Regions from separate parts of the Triticum aestivum genome. Here region 1 is linked to region 2. The links are chromatin contacts, called in public Hi-C maps. All regions are on one chromosome and are shown on one strand. The core of a region is the stretch at or near the end of the contact, and the rest is flanking DNA. Distances in the headings are between cores, read along the strand shown. Region 1 holds the start of LOC123051422 (receptor-like protein 7). Region 2 holds the start of LOC123055609 (scar-like domain-containing protein WAVE 5).

Region 1 (2,700 bases), core at 104-2,603, 160 kb after region 2:
TGGCCCGTCCAGTCTCCATGAAGTAATTGCTGATGTTTACAGGAATTGTTGTGGTGAGTAGGCTGTTTGGAGATCTATGATATTAATGGTACTCCTTCCATTTTTATATACAAGGTGACAAACTTATATTAAAGGTATCAACGTAAAATTTAATGCATACTTTGCAAGCCAATTTTTTTTCGTTTACTGAAATAATTAATACGCAACATGCATGCAAGGAAACTGAGTGGAGGAGGTTGCTAGTGTCATTATGACGGCATGCATTCAAGTATTAAACATGTTGCTAGTACGAGGAAATATCATTACTCCCTCCGTCTAGGTGTATAAGTCATCTTACGTTATGCACCGCGACCAAGGCGGAGAGGAAAACGAGAAAATTTAATGTTTTTTTGCTAATTAATAGCATTGCATGCAATGAACTAACCACTGCATGTCATGTTTGATAGTCTTAAAGTCATTGAAAGCATGCACGGCCCACATCTCTTATTGGTTGATATGTCACAAAACAAGAAACGATGAGGAAGTTAATGCATCGCGCCTAAGTGTTTTGGGATTATTTGGTTTTCTTAAGGTGACTTACACACCTAGACGGAGGGAGTAATTCTTTCCTCGATTACTGTTGGTTGCCTTGTATAGATGCAAAACGTATACTCCCTCCATTCCAAAATATAGTGCGTCCGCGTTTTCCGAGGTTCAACTTTGACCATAAATTTAACCAACGAGACCGACTGCGGCGGGACAAAAAATTATATAATTGAAAACTTCTTTTGAATACGAATTTACTGGTATAACTTTTGCTCTCACCGTAATCGGCCTCGTTGGTTAAATTTATGGTCAAAGTTGAAGCGCGGAAATAGAGGAAATACTATATTTTGGAACGGATGGAGTATTCAATAGTGGCCTTATATAAGTAAGAGCAAGTATAATAAGATGGCATAGGCGGGCTGTAAGACATTAAATGTTATATTTTTGATGAGTGGGTGAAGAAAGAAGATAAACGGGCTACTGATTAACAGCCGGCTGTAACACCCGCTTCTAGACACTCTGTGAGAGTGGGATATGGGTCATGTATCAATAAAGTAGTACATATTCATATACAACTATTATACTTGCCGGCTATAAGGTTGAGGGAGTAATTGGGTACAAATGTACATTGACTAGTTCAACAAGAATCTAAGTGGCCAAGCAGAAATGCATCATGACCCAAGATAACGATGTGTCTGGACACTATGCGATTGCAAGAGAAAACCTCGTGGTCGGCTTTGCTGCCAGCCGTGCGTTCTTGTTAGCTCACTACACAAAAATTTAAAGGCCAGACTGCATGTAGCTGCTCATAACCGTGTACATAAACGCATGAGGCAGGGTACAAATTTATCAATCTCTGCTCTTTCAGTCCTGTGCCACCCAACCAAACAAAGCCGTCGTTGCACATATGCCCGCCATGATGGCACATCTCCTGCCATTAGCGCTGCTGCTGCTGTTCCTCCTACAAATCAAGCTCGTGGCAATAAGCTCGCTTCTCCCTTCGGCTGGTACGTTCGCCAACCACACCACCATAATACCTGTTCGATGCTTGCCGGACGAGGCGTTGGCACTGCTCCGGCTGAAACTTTCCTTCACCGCCTCCGATGAGTCCGTCGTGGCCTTTCAGTCGTGGAAGGCCAGCACGGACTGCTGCAGTTGGGAGGGCATCCACTGCAGTGGCACTAGCGGCCACGTCATTTCTCTGGATCTGGGTGATCGTGGCTTGGAGAGTAACCATCTCCATTCTGTGCTCTTCGATCTGACCTCCCTCAGGTGTCTCAACCTGGGTGGAAACAACTTCAGTCTTTCCAAAATCCCATCCACCGGGTTTGAGAAGCTCACCAGTCTCACCCATCTCAACCTCTCCAACTCCAACTTCGCGGGACAAGTGCCAGCCTATAGCATTGGCCGCCTCACGGATTTGGTCTCTCTCGACCTGTCCTTCAATTCTGAAATTATTGAGCTGTTTGACGCTGGTTACGTCGTTTATGGTGATTGGACCAACCTGCATCAGCTCACACTGCCTAACTTTACAGCCTTGGTTGCCAATCTTACAAATTTGGAGGAGCTCCATCTTGGTATGATTGACATGTTCGTTCAAGGAGACGAGTGGTGCAATGCTCTAGCCAAGTACACACCAAATCTCCGTGTTCTTAGCTTGCCCTTTTGCTGGCTCACTGGCCCCATTTGTGGATCGCTCGCTGGTTTGCAATCACTATCTATTGTCGATCTCCAGTTCAATCGGTTGACCGGTCCAATTCCAAAATTCTTTTCCAACTTCTCCTCTTTGACTGTTCTCCAACTAAGCTATAATCACCTTGAAGGTCGTTTTCCTTCAGTAATCTTTCGACATAAAAAACTAGTGACTATTGATCTTCGCGCTAATTACAACATATCAGGTAATCTACCGAATTTCTCAACTGATAGTAGTCAGCTTGAAAATTTGCTTGTGGGGCGCACCAATTTCTCCGGTACAATACCAACTTCAATTAGCAATCTCAAATGTTTGAAGAAACTAGGGCTTGATGTGATAGGTTTTGCTGGAGAGCTGCCCTCATCAATTGGTAGGCTTAGATCCTTGAATTCATTGCAGCTCTCTGGGTTAGAACTAGTAGGATCTGTACCATCATGGATCACAAACTTAACATCCCTGGAGGTTCTAGAAGTTTCCCACTG
Region 2 (2,727 bases), core at 163-2,662:
TCTTCAGAATGCACTAGATTGCTGTTACGAAAATTCTCTGCTGATTCATACTCAAGCAGCAGCTTCTTAGCCATGTTCCGGAAGGATTTTGTTAACGGGTCACTGTGCTTCTTGACAGATAGCTTGCTCGGCGAGCTTTCGACCCTTGAGGCGATGAAGTCGACAAGGGGGCTACGAGAATTTGTCGCATTGTTGGCATTCTCGTCGGCCTTGTTTGTGCCATGGCTGGAAGATCCATCAGTATTGTCTGGTGTGTTTTCACACGCATCAGTACAACAGGCTACACTTGGAGAGAGCCATGCCCCGAACGAACTGGTCCTGTCAACGAGGTCACTGCTCCTCTCCTTGTTCGCTGGTACTGCAGGGCATGGCGCTTCGGAGTTTGATGCTTCAGGCGAATCAGCTGAAGACAAAACGTGTGGTTCAGATGCTTCATCTTGTGACGAACCCTGATTCTGAAAGTTGTGCTTTTGACGCCTCTTTCTTCTGATCATGTGACGATATTTAAGTTGTTGGAGCATATCGGACAATGCGCCTGTTTTAAATCTACAGGAGGTTCAAATGTCAGGTTAATTTGGATGCTAAAACACTTAGAAGGAAAACTGGAAAGAAGGGAGAAGTGAGATAGGGAAAGTTAAGAAGTGTTACTCACTTACTTGGAGTATTTGTTATGGTGGGCTTCCTTGGCAGGGGGTTTGGAATGGTTGTCTGAACTCTGAAGGTCTGATTCATGCTGTGCAGAGTGGGCTCTGAAGAAGGAGGGGTCGGTGTATCTCTTCAAGCACGCTCCCTCGCCACCAGCATCATACCTGCACCCAAAACAAGCTAAAATTAACCAGGAAAAAAATATCCTTTTTGAGCTGTTTAATTTTTGGTATAGAAGTGTTGTTACTTGTCCAGCATTGACAGCTGCGGAGGCCCGTGGCATCGCTAGATGAACTTTTCGATGGAGCACGGCCTTGTTCCTCCCACCAGAGTCACCGGCCGATCGACACCGTGGCCTGCGACGCCACACAGAGCTTCTAGCCGATGAAGTACACAAGCCTGTCCATTCCAACGACGGCGGAGCCGCTCCTCGATGAGTGGCAGCTCCGCCTCGAGCCGCCGCGCCCCCAGCGCGAGGCCGCACGCCCGTGCAGGCACCGCCGTGGCCTGGTCATGCAGGCCGTCGAACACCTCCGCGGCGAGCCTGAAGAAGATCAGATTCAGGGGCTAGTCTGGTGAATTTGTAGCAGCCAGCAGGATAGGAGCAACGTACTGTGCGAGGTCCCCGAGCTGGCGGAGGAGGCCCACGAAGCCGGCCATGGCGTCACCCGCATCCTGGACGACGACAGCTTCGGGGAGCTCGTCGGCCTTGGTGGTGAGCTTGGGCCTTGCCAGTGTTGGGGCCAGAAGGTGAGCACTCTGCTCCATGCGCGCATGCAGGTGCTGGCTCATGTGACGGCTCGTGGCAAACGACTGACATGTAGCCATTGACGCGCCCTGACCTCCAGGCAGTGCAAGGACACGACGACACCCCGCACCCACGAGCGTCCGGTGAGGTGACAGAGCACCGCACGGTCGGTCCCCTAGAGCAGGAGGAGGTACCACCGTACCTTCGTACTGTGCATGCTTCATGCTTGTGCACTGCGCCATGTTAATACATACGGAATACGGTTTTGTACCGCACGTCACGTTGCGGCTACTGAACGACTGCCTACAAAATGCATTTACAAGCTACGGAAAATCGTTAGGTTCTTACCGTAGTATAAAAGGTTCTCAATTTATGATAAGCCAACCTGTAATAGGCAAGGAATATTGTGTATTTGCCATGAACGTAAATGACATGTGCATATAGGTGATGTTTTTATGAATATTTTTATATTCTATTTTGCATTCGTCGGAGTTTCAGTCAAACAACTTTGACCAAATGGAAGGGCATTCTTGTGACCTAAAATGCTTTTTACGAGCAAACTTGAGCACATCAAAAAGTTAAGAGTAAATTTGAGTAGTGGGTTCGAGTTAAGGACACAAATATAAATGTCCCTTAATTAAATTGAAAATGATCCAATTCCTCCAGCTCAGCTCCAGGCAACAACACAACAACCGCGAGCTAGCTGTGTTTTGTACCATGCCACCGGACAAATATCAGGTAGGCCAACCCAGTGTCATGAGTCGCGAGATCGCATGACCTACCTATCCTCTCAGTGTTAGTTCACTGCAAACCAATCAAATCATGTGCATCAGTGCATGTATTCATGAACGGATTCATTTGGGACGTGGGCGGGGCTTTTCTGGGCTGGCACGAAACCCGACTGCCATGGCACGACACAAACTAAATGGGCCGGGTTGGGCCTAAAAATAGAGAAAATGGCAGCACAACCCGGCATGGTGATGCAGGCCATGCATGGGCCTGCTTGGCCCAATTGTGTCCAAAATCTTGGTAAACTTGTGTTGTAATATCCAAAAAGGCTTTCGTCCCGCTTTATATATAAAGCAACATGGCCGAACAGATACAAAGTTATGAAAGAAACTTCATACAAAGCAGATCAAAAATAGAACAAGATTACAAGTGTGCCCACACTCCACCGAGACACACCCGAGGCTACTAACAAAAGAGAGACTGCGCCTGCATGAGAAACCACCGGACGTCGATGCAAGACACACACCAAGTTGTCGCTGGCGTGGGCACCCCTGCCCTCTCGCTCTGGACCGTGGAGCACCGATCCTTCCTGCAGACAACAAGGA

Evidence for each region. A called contact is a pair of places that touch in the nucleus more often than the background predicts.
Region 1: a contact with region 2 is called in a Hi-C map of leaf, with 2.6 times the contacts expected there. The contact joins the promoter of LOC123051422 here to the promoter of LOC123055609 in region 2. A contact is called at or near these places in 2 of 5 Hi-C or Micro-C datasets (both in leaf).

What each region holds. Positions count from the first base shown.
Region 1 is chr2D:40,770,599-40,773,298 of IWGSC CS RefSeq v2.1, forward strand. LOC123051422 (receptor-like protein 7) reads left to right here and starts at 1,354. Exons shown (of 1, transcript XM_044474289.1): 1 at 1,354-2,700. The coding sequence starts at 1,433.
Region 2 is chr2D:40,606,043-40,608,769 of IWGSC CS RefSeq v2.1, forward strand. It overlaps LOC123055609 (scar-like domain-containing protein WAVE 5), which reads right to left and starts at 1,413. Exons shown (of 5, transcript XM_044479552.1): 1 at 1,259-1,413; 2 at 1,039-1,189; 3 at 893-930; 4 at 657-809; 5 at 1-546. The coding sequence starts at 1,413.